2 separate regions of the Danio rerio genome follow, and region 2 is linked to region 1. A link is a contact called in public Micro-C data. All regions are on one chromosome and are shown on one strand. Each heading gives the region's core, a stretch centred on a gene start, on an enhancer-like site or on the middle of the called end of the contact. The rest is flanking DNA. Distances are from core to core; before and after follow the strand shown.

Evidence for each region. Hi-C and Micro-C count contacts between places; a contact is called where the count stands out from the background.
Region 2: a contact with region 1 is called in a Micro-C map of caudal fin, with 4 times the contacts expected there. The contact joins the promoter of dhdds here to the enhancer-like site in region 1. A contact is called at or near these places in 2 of 18 Hi-C or Micro-C datasets (caudal fin and an unstated tissue).

What each region holds. Positions count from the first base shown.
Region 1 is chr16:55,693,302-55,699,021 of GRCz12tu, reverse strand. It overlaps ago1 (argonaute RISC component 1), which reads left to right. Exons shown (of 19, transcript NM_001317223.1): 13 at 1,591-1,750; 14 at 3,304-3,394. Among named protein-coding and RNA genes, the nearest start is that of ago3a, 22 kb to the right of the region's middle. Within about 2 kb of position 3,386, at least 16 of the 62 cell types and tissues checked have an H3K27ac peak or open chromatin away from gene starts, as enhancers often do. A contact at or near this core is called in caudal fin, where this site is marked.
Region 2 is chr16:55,753,562-55,759,281 of GRCz12tu, reverse strand. dhdds (dehydrodolichyl diphosphate synthase) reads right to left here and starts at 3,050. Exons shown (of 9, transcript NM_213187.1): 1 at 3,003-3,050.

The sequences.
Region 1 (5,720 bases), core at 2,137-4,636:
TCAATTTAGTATTGTTGAAAACTCATCACATTCAACATTTAATCACTCACTCACTTAGATAGAGATGGGTTTAAAGGAAAATTATCATATAAATATAATCTGGTAAAAGCTGGTATCTCTGGGTATTTACAATGTCCCCTGCAACAGAAAAAAACCTCTCATTTGGGACTGAGGTTTCTGGGACAAGAGAGATATGACTTGGCCCAGGTTGACAGCAGTGGGTAACGTTGTGCATTGTCTTTCCCCCACTTGAGAGGACAAACCATGAGTGAGATAGAGGTCTCATGTCTGCATCAATCTGAACAGTGTGCTGACAACACCGCTATTCAGTACGCGCGCGACAACACAGCTGATAAGAACTCGCGCGACAACACAGCTGATAAGAACTCGCGCGACAACACCCGCTGTAGAGTTTTCCAGCTCTTTTTCATCCCCAGTTCTAGCAGCACACTCCATTTCCGCATTACTGGATCTGTAGCGACAACAGACCGCAAGGGATGATGGTCAAGCATGGGCTGATGGGAATTGTAGTTTTCGCTACCTCCCGTTCGCTTCATTCGCCTGAGCAAATTTTCTCAGAAGACCTATAGTTTTACCGAGTCATGCGACTACGGTAATATCGAAAAAAATTTATATTGCGGTATGACGGTATTTACAATACCGTTACATCCCTAACGCTACCTACTATTAAATTTCTTACATTAACCAAAAATAAAGTTCCATAAATAAAGCGTTCAATTCTACCCTCCATAACTAACCATAAAACATGAGAAAATGGGACAAAAGATAAAGGGCATTCCCTTTGATAATTCAGCAGTAAGTAAATATTAGCCACAGCTAACACAGGATACCATCAACAGCGTGCTTTTATAGCTGGCGCCGCCCCTCTCAGAGCTGCACCTGATCTCCGCTCATGTGGAGAGAGAGAAGGAGACAGATAATAGAGGATACAACACATACAGGAACAAAACACTATCATTGTCAAAATAATCTTACTCAATATGTAATTATATATATATATATATATATATATATATATATATATATATATATATATATATATATATATATATATATATATATATATATATATATATATGCATATATGCATCAGAGGAAATAAACATTTTTAACTAAATAAATTCCAAATTATGACAAAATGTTGGCTCAGTGGTTAGCACTGTCGCCTCACAGCAAGAAGGTTGCTGGTTCGAGTCCCAGCTGGAGCAGTCGGCGTTTCTGTGTGGAGTTTGCATGTTCTCTTCGTGTTGGTGGGGAGCCTATAAATTGTTACAGGATTTTTTTATGTCGTAGGCTAGATTAACATGAGAGAATGTAAATGTTTGAAAATAAATTGCCTATTAAGTCTTCAAGCATTTGATGCTGTGATAACCAACCACTAATACAACAATCTCAATGTTCTTAAAAACACTGTGAAAGCTTCAATAATAAGTAATTATCCACAGTGTTTTGAAGTGCCCATGATATCATTATCATGCATGTTCATTATCATGATATATTGAGTTCTTTAATATCAGCATCTGTCGGGTCTTCACACTGATAATAAATGTGTGTGTTTGCTCTGTGCAGCGGAAGTGAAGCGTGTTGGAGACACTCTTCTAGGAATGGCCACTCAGTGTGTGCAGGTGAAGAACGTGGTAAAAACCTCCCCGCAGACGCTCTCCAACCTCTGCCTCAAAATCAACGTCAAACTCGGCGGCATCAACAACATCCTCGTGCCGCATCAACGGTGAGATGTGTTCAGGTTCTGCACGGGTAATCCAAAAGCAATACAATTACACTGTGATGCAGCTGCCATTTAAAGGGATAGCTCACCTAATACATGTTTAACAGATGAACGTTACAATAATGCTATTTCTAGTTTCCTGCAATAATTTTATTTTGATTTCAGCATACAGTCTGTTAAAATAACTACAAAATCAATAATAATAACAACAGTAATGATATTTATTATTATTATTATTATTATTATTCATTCATTCATTTACCTTCAGCTTAGTCCCTTTATTCATCAAGTAACACCACAGTGAAATGAACCGCCAACTTATGCAGCATATGTTTTACACAGCGGATGCCCTTCTAGCTGCAACCCAGTACAGGGAAATACCCATACACTCTCACACACACACTCATACACTACGGCCAATTTAGTTTATTCAATTCACCTATAGCGCATGTGTTTGGACTGTGGGGGAAACTCTCGCTAACACGGGAGAACATGCAAACTCCACACAGAAATAATAATTGGACCAGCCGGGGCTCGAACCAGCGACCTTCTTGCTGTGATACGACAGTACTAACCACTAAGCCACTGTGTGACCCTATTATTATTATTATTATTTATTTTAATTATTTTCGTTCTTCTTGTCATTCTGTTTCATTACTTAAATCTTGTTTCATTACTTAAATCAGTTTTATATATTGTTCACTTTCATAGATATATATATACTTACATTTTATAATCATACTTCAGTCACTTCTGTGTATCTATGTGTATGTCGTGTATGTTGTGTGTATGACTTCACTGTGGACGGCAAAGTAAGAATCTCATTGTACAGGGAAACGTGTTTTCTTACTGTGCACATGACAATAAACAGTTGAATTGAATTGAATTCTAGTGTATAAATACAGCATTTTGACTAAATTGTACATCTTTAGATATATATATATATATATATATATATATATATATATATATATATATATATATATATATATATATATATATATATATATATATATATATATATATATATTTTTTTTTTTTTTTATAATAATACAGTGAGGGTGCACTCACACTAGGCTACAAGTATACAATTTACAAGTAATTTACAAGTAAGTAAAATTTAAATAACTATTTTTTTTTATTTGTCAGACAAAGCACAGTGCTCATTCAGTAAAGCCTAAGCTAAACTTTTATATTATCTATCTATCTATCTATCTATCTATCTATCTATCTATCTATCTATCTATCTATCTATCTATCTATCTATCTATCTGTCTATCTGTCTATCTGTCTATCTGTCTATCTATCTATCTATCTATCTATCTATCTATCTATCTATCTATCTATCTATCTATCTATCTGTCTATCTATCTGTCTATCTGTCTGTCTGTCTGTCTGTCTGTCTGTCTGTCTATCTGTCTGTCCGTCTGTCCATCTGTCCGTCTGTCCGTCTGTCTGTCTGTCTGTCTGTTAATTCAGCAAATTGTGCATCCCTACAAATATATATATATATTTCTCTTTTATATTTCTGAACAGTTGCTGTGACTCTTTTACAGGTCAGCAGTGTTTCAGCAGCCCGTGATCTTCCTCGGGGCAGATGTTACACACCCGCCGGCTGGTGATGGGAAGAAGCCATCTATTACTGCTGTGAGACACACATACACACACACAGATACACACATACACAGACAAACCTTTCTAAATATAGAAAACCATAGAAAACAGTGGGTGTGGCTTGTTTTTTCTACTGCGAGCTGATTGGATGTAGTAAAGTATGTATTTCAGAAAGATGGGGAAAAGGTTTGGGGAGAGTTATTACAGACTCCTCCTCCTCACCATTTCTGTTTGTTGTCTGACAGCCGAATGGGTGTGGTTAAATATGTTAGCCACGCCCAATACCTCAGACCGATCTAATCGGAGAATTCAACTGAAAACTAACAGGAGCTGCATTTTCAGATTTTTAGATCACAGGGGCCAACTATTTTCTTCTTAATGATGTCCACAGATGAGTTGTTCACCACAAAACTAGCAATGTGAACTCACCAAATCAGTATGGTTAGTTTTGATCCCGTGTACTTTAATTTTCGTCCCACGCTGTAATTACGCCCATCTGTTGTACTGAACACAGGCGGAGGAGGAGCAGGGCATCATGGGAGTGTTGAAAAGGGAAAATGAGTCACAGACGGGCAGGAAATGATGTCACCTGCCGCCCAGCACATGCAAGCACTTGTAACTGGCTGTTTTTTTTACTAAACGCTGATGACAAAGAGCTGAGTCACAGCGGCGGATATGAGCGCATTGATGATGGAGGGATGCTGTTTTCTCTTCTGCATCCAGAGGGCGGCAGATTCCTCTATACAAATACTCACAGACACACACACACTGCAAAACTGCATTTCTTATTGTGAACCTCGGGCATGGAATAATTTGTAAAGAGATTTGAAACTAGATAGAATTGTGTCTTTTGGGTGAATTGAAGGCTTTATAAAGAGAGTGGTGTTGGATGCATGTGATTGTTTATGTTGAGAGGACTGATGAAAGGTTGTTGTAATGTGGTGCTCCTGTATTTTTTAATAGTTTGGGATGTTATCTTTGCCGTGTCTTTTTAAATCTTAGTTAGTCTTCCTGATTAATTAATGAGACTTCTGTTTTTTCTTTGAGTTTTTGATTTGTTTCTAGTCCTAAACTCTAATATTAGGCCAAAATTAAAAATAAAATGTTCATGCTTAGTTTTTGTCTTGTTTTCTAATATGTAAAATCTCTTAAGGCTTCAAGTTTTTAACAGATTTGTGTGTGTTAAGCATCAGTTAAGAGAATGTTAGCACCTGTCAGCTTTAATTGTGGGGAAAACTGGGTAATTTTGAGCTTTGGTCAGCTGATTTCATCTTCAAAGATGAAGCGTTGGTTTCTCATTATTATTCATAGCTGAGTTTTCCTATTCTATGAGAAGAGCCGGCTTCTTAATTATTCATGACTGTGCGTGCTTTCTTAAGGCAAAGCAGACCTGCCAGTGCCAAGCTGTGAGATCTTACCTTGATAACTGGGTGAGACGCGTTAACAGACCCACAGCACGCAGTATTTATCTGTTCATGAAGGGTCGTATGTGTTTGTTTCCATGATCCACGGGGTTTGTTGCATGTTTTTCCCTGCGATGCTGTCAGGGGGATGAGTAAAAATATTGTTTTGTTTTCAGAAATATTAAGTAAAACATTTTTAAACGTATTTCAAGTAAAAATATTTTTGTTTTCAGAAATATTACATCAAAATGTAAAAACATTGTAAAAATATTGATTTGTTTTCAGAAATATCAAATCAGAATCTAAAAGAATGAAAAGGTATTATAGGTAAAAACTTTTTTGAAATTACGTCAAAATGTAAAGATTATAAAAATGTTTTGAGTAAAAATATTGATTTATTTTCAGAAATATTAAGTCAAAATAAAAGTTAAAAATATATATATATGTTTTTTTGTTTTTTAGAAATATTATGTCAAAATGTAAAAAGAATTTAAAATCATTGATTTAAAACTACATTGACATAAAACTATTTCAGGTAAAAAAAATTATTTATTTTCAGAAATATTAAGTAATTTTTTTCAAAATTAAAAAATATAGTTTATTTTTAAATATTAAGTCAAAATAAAAAAATATATATATATTTTTAAGTACGAATATTAATTTGTTTTCAGAAATATTAAATCAGAATAAAAGAATGAAAGTATTTTGAGTGAAGATTTTTTCAGAAATATTACGTCAAAATGTAAAGATTGTAAAAATATTTTGAGAAAAAATATTGATTTATTTTCAGAAATATTAAGTTTGTTCTTCAAAATTAAAAATATTGTTTTTTTAGAAATATTAAGTCAAGATTTTTAATGATTTGTTTTCAAAAATATGAAGTCAAACTTTTTCTAAATTAAAAAATGTTTGATTTAAAATATAATTTTTTTAAATATTAAGTCAAATTTTGTAAA
Region 2 (5,720 bases), core at 1,801-4,300, 61 kb before region 1:
CCAGGTTTGAGCTACCAGAACTGTTACTATGGCAACAACTCGCAGATGAGTTTTGAAGAACAAAATGATCCTGGATCATGTGAAATCGTCAATATTCAAATCCAGCTAACTGAGTAATCCACGTACGAAGAAAAGACCCCTGGGGTCTGTTCTTCGTACCTCGCTTAAATGATCTAAGATGATTTGGCAGATCCTGGATCTGTTAATCTTGATAACTGATCTCTGGCTAATTTGGTTCGCGAATCAGATTAATATTTCTGGATGAACTGATTTGAGAACGTGCGTGTGTTGTGAAGGACAGAGCTATCCATCCTCGAAACCAGATGATCAGCAATGATTGGCTGACGGCACAGCAGCGTAATGACATCATCTGATTAATATTCAATTATTCATGCGAGCAAAATGACATTAAATTAGCAGTAAACGGATTGTTAAATATGATACGCAATAACTTTACACCTTTGTTGTGAGCTGCAGGCTTTACACTTCCATATGTCAAGAGGATTCATGATGTATTTTAATGCATATCAATGTATTTAGTTTTACATTTAGAGAAGATTTTCTTTATTATAGTAGCCCAGGCCTACTCCAGTTTTTTTTAATCTGCGTAAGGAATTAATTACATTAATTTTGCATTAAAAAAAAGCATTGTGATATCGGTAAAAGTGTCAATCACCGGCATATTAGCAGTCAAAACACTTACATGACTGCATAAATTATTATCCTGTTTTAAAAAAAAGTCGAATATTGTGCATGCATGCTTTTGTATCTAAAAAGTTCATATCAATAAATTTTCTCTTGTAAATTTTGGCAGTCTTTGTACTTTTATTAAAGTTTTATATTTTTTAACCTTATAAATATATACTTAGTTAAAATATATTTACTATTTTCCCAAGTTTATATAACTACAGTAAGAAAATATCAGAATTCTGTACATTCAGTATTTTCTTAGCTTTATCTGATGCGATCTAATCCTGTTTGTATGAAATGAGCTGCTGCTGCTGACCAGGTTTGAGCTACCAGAACTGTTACTATGGCAACAACTCACAGATGAGTTTTGAAGAACGAAACGATCCTGGATCATTTCAAATCGTCAATATTCAAATCCAGCTAACTGAGTCATCCACGTACGAAGAAAAGACCCCTGGTCTGTTTATTGTCATAATAACCAAAGAGCATAGAATCACCCAGAGGCGACACTCTACTGGAGTTTGGTAAACAGTCACTAGATGGCGCGGCGGCCATTTTGGAATGAAAATTCCATTAGAACAACAGCATATTTTAACTCTGCAAAATAAACTAATAAAAGTGCCGATGATTGACATAGTAAGTGTTGTATTGTCGTCTTTCAGGTTTCATCTCAGCTTTAATGCACTTTTTAAATAAATGAATAAAAAACAAAGCAGCTGCTTGCCATTGCTTTCACTCCAAAATGGCGGAATCCTGGGCTTTTGCCGAGCGTTGCTGTTGCAAAGGAGCGTTCTATCCGCTTGTTAAGTGGTGACGTGTTTGTGACGTATGTAATACTGTTTCCGGGTCCAAGCCGCCATTCATTTGAGTAGAGAAATCATTTGTTTATGATCATGTTTTATTTATCACACATTAAAGTTAATTTTTATATAAAATCATAGTGTACACAACAATCTCTGGGCTAGCTGCATAACAAATACCAAAAATTTAACAATAAAAAAAAATGAATCACTTTCTGGCCATCGGATATTAGGCATGGATATATATATACTGCAATCTTCATTTTCGAAAGCCTTAAATCGCTTTGTAAACGTTTATTATTACCATTTCATGAGTCTCCCCATTCAGTTGAATAGAGCGCTTGGACCCGGAAGCCGCTTCGTGTGACGTCACACTTAACAAGCGGATTGAGTGTCGCCTCTTGGTCATTCTAAGGGTAAAGTCTAGATATGCGACTGGCCGGAAGTGTGATGTGCACATTAATAAAGCAGCATTTTTTTATGACACTGTATAACAATAATTAATATTTTTACAGTACTGTGAGGGTTGGGTTTAGGGTTAGGGTGGGGGTAGGCGTTAAAAAATACATTTTATTGGGTAATTTAATAGATAACATAACTAATACTCGGTACAACTACAGTTTTTACATTACTGTGACGGTTGGGTTTAGGGTTGGGGTAGACGTTGATAAAATACAACAAATTAGAAATTTAATAAATAATAGAAATAATTTGCGTTAACTTCCGGCCGCAAACGTATCCGCTCTAGCAACAACCCATTCTAAGCTCTGTCATAACTGAGCTGGAGGGGTGTGGTTAAGTATGTTAGTCACACCCTTAACAACAGACTGATGTCATCTGAGAATTAAACTGAAAACAAACAGGAAGTGCATTTTCAAATTTTAATTTCAGATCTCAAGGGCAAACATTTTTTTCATAATGACATACACAGATGAATTGTTCACCACAAAACAAGCAATGTGAGCTAACGTAACTAAAGCAATATGTTTAGATTTAATTTTATGTGTACTTTAAAATATATTCCAACAAATGCCAATACGCAATTCATTAAAAGGTTTGATTATTTACACACAATTAAGTCACTTGCTTTAAAGAAAATGACAGTATAGTAAGTGTATAGTGCGCTAATTATATCCCCACGTAGGATTATTATTATTATATTAAGATATCAGTCTGCCTTGTACACAAACACACCAACCTATTTTCCATGTAACGTTAAACATGATAACACGAACAATTTTAACTCCACCAGTAAACAGCGTCTCACTCTCGTTGTGTTCATCTGAATGAAACACACCTGATTAATAATACTATGGTAAATAACCTGCTCGTCTTTGGAAGCACAAGAGCGCGCTATAACTAGCCTAAAAATAACAACATCGCGATGTTAAAACAACATGTCACTGTCATCACATTCATTCAAAGGAGGCTTTCATTCAGAGAAACCGAAATCAGCTTAAAATGAAGCATATATTTGATGTATTTAAGAGAAATCTTAAAGCTCCAACTCACAGCCTGTCTGTAAGATGACGCCTTCTTCCGCTGACAGGACATGACGACACAGAAACGCGACAGACAACGCCAAAAAAACAAAATAAAACACAACACGTAAAATTAATACATGTAAATAAATATAATAAAATACAAAAATAAATTCAAGAAATCATATATTTAATGATATATAACTTTGGTTCGAGAAGTGGACACAAATTAAATCCCATTTCCTGCATTTACATATTTTTAGGGACTATGCTGACACAAAATCCAGGGAAAAGATAGGTTAAATAAACTAATTTCAGTTCAAACTGAGCTAAAAATGTTAAATTTAATTCATTTTCCTTCGGCTTAGTCCTTTTATTAATCAGAGGTCGCCACAGCGGAATGAACCGCCAATTTAGCAAGCATATGTTTTATTTAGCGGATACCCATCCAGCTGAAACCCATGACACAATCGTAATCAATTTATTAAATTAAGTTAATGACTAACAAAATTCAGTTGTATGTTTTAGTAATGTTAACATAGTGACTGCAAATATGGCTTTTCCTCAATGTTGATTTTAACCTAATAGCTAACATTTAGGCCCTACCTGTTGAAAAATCCAGCTTAAACCAGCCTAGGCTGGTTGGCTGGTTTTAGCTGGTCGACCAGGCTGGTTTTAGAGGGGTTTTTGGCCATTTTAAGGCTGGTTTCCAGCTATTTCCTGCATGGTCTTAACTGGTCAGGCTGGAAAATGACCAGCTAAATCCAGCTAAAACCAGCTTGACCACCCTGGTTTAAACTGGACATAGCTGGTTTTAGCTGGGCTTCCAGCCTGGCTAGGCTGGTCAAGCTGGTTTTAGCTGGTTATCTCCCAGCCTGACCAGCTAAGACCAGGCTGGAAATGGTTGGAAACCAGCCTCGAAATGGCTAAAACCCCTCTAAAACCAGCCTGGTTGACCAGCTAAAACCAGCCAACCAGCCTATGCTGGATTAAGCTGTTTTTTTCAGTAGGGCTACTAATGAAACTTTATTTTAAAGTGTCTCCTATTGTACTTTTATAATGCTTTTGCAACTATTCCTTTCAATAAAAAGGGCAAGATTTTATAAGCATACCCATCCCTGGGAAACACCCATACACTCTCATTCACACAAATACTCTACGGCCAATTTAGTTTACCCAATTTACCTATACATGTGTTTGTGGTGACACAGTGGCGCAGTAGGTAGTGCTGTCGCCTCACAGCAAGAAGGACGCTGGTGCGAATTTTGGCTCGGCTCATTTGGCGTTTCTGTGTGGAGTTTGCATGTTCTCCCTGCATTCGTGTGGGTTCCTCCCGGTCCCTGCTCTGGTTTTCCCTGCAGTCCAAAGACATGCAGTACAGGTGAACTGAATAGGCAAAATTGTCTAGTTTATGTGTGTGTGTCTACACACTCATACAGCGCTACCCACCGCGTCACCGCACAGCCAGGACACACAATATAAAACACAATAATGTGCAAAACATATTTGTTTTACATATCACAACTACATTTTGGAGGAAGTAAGAGTGTCTAGATATGATTCATCAATCACAAATCAGAAACAACAAAGAAAAAATATTTAAGCCATGATATTACCTAAGGGTGACACGGTGGCCCAGTGGTTAGCACTGTCGCCTCACAGCAAGTATGTCGCTAGTTCGAGTTGCAGCTGGGTCTGATGGCATTTCTGTGTGGTGTTTGCATGTTCTCCCCGTGTTGGCGTGGGTTTCCTCCTGGTGCTCCTTTTTTCCCCCATGCACAGTCACATGCGCTATAGGTGAATTGAATAAACTAAATTGGCTGTAGTGTATGTGTGTGTGTGTGTGAATAAGTGTGTATGGATGTTTCCCAGTACTGGGTTGCAGCTGAAAGGGCATCTGCTGTGTAAAACATATGCTGGGTAAGTTGGTGGTTCATTCCGCTGTGGTGACTTGTGATAAATAAGGGACTAAGCTGAAGGAAAATTAATGAATGGATGATATCAGCTCGTCTGAAAATTTTCAGTAGCTTGCTTCTACCAAGGTTTGACTATTCTGGATGGTGGCACAGTGGCTCAGTGGTTAGCACTATGGCCTCACAGCAAGAAGGTCACTGGTTCGAGTCCCAGCAGGGCCAGTTGGCGTTGCTGTGTGGAGTTTCCATGTTCTCCCCATGCTGGCGTGGGTTTCCTCTTGGTTTGCAGTCCAAACACATGCGCTATAGGTGAATTGAATAAACTAAACTGGCCGTAGTGTATGAGTGTGAGTGGGAATGTGAGAGTTCTGGGTTGCGGCTGGAAGGGCATCCGCTGCGTAAAACATTTGTGTAAATAGTTGCCGCCTGGCGGTTCATGGCAACCCCTCATGAATAAGGGACTAAGCAGAGGGAAAATTTATAAATTAATAACTGTTTTGCACAGTGTTATGCTAAATTTCAGTAGTTCGTTTTACAAAGCGCACAGTGTATAACCTTATAGAATTTCTCCATGTTTCTCTTTACTCGAATCTTCCTTTCTTTTACTTTTTTATTCATTAATTTTCTTTTGACTTAGTCTCTATTTCACAGGTCACCACAGCGGAATGAACCACCAACTATTCAGGCATATGTTTTACACAGGAGAAACCCACGCCAACATGCAAACTCCACACAGAAATGCCAACTGACCCCGCCAGGACCCGAACCATGGGACCTTCTTGCTGTGAGGCAACAGTGCTAACCATTTAGCCACCATGCCGCCCTGTATTAATCAA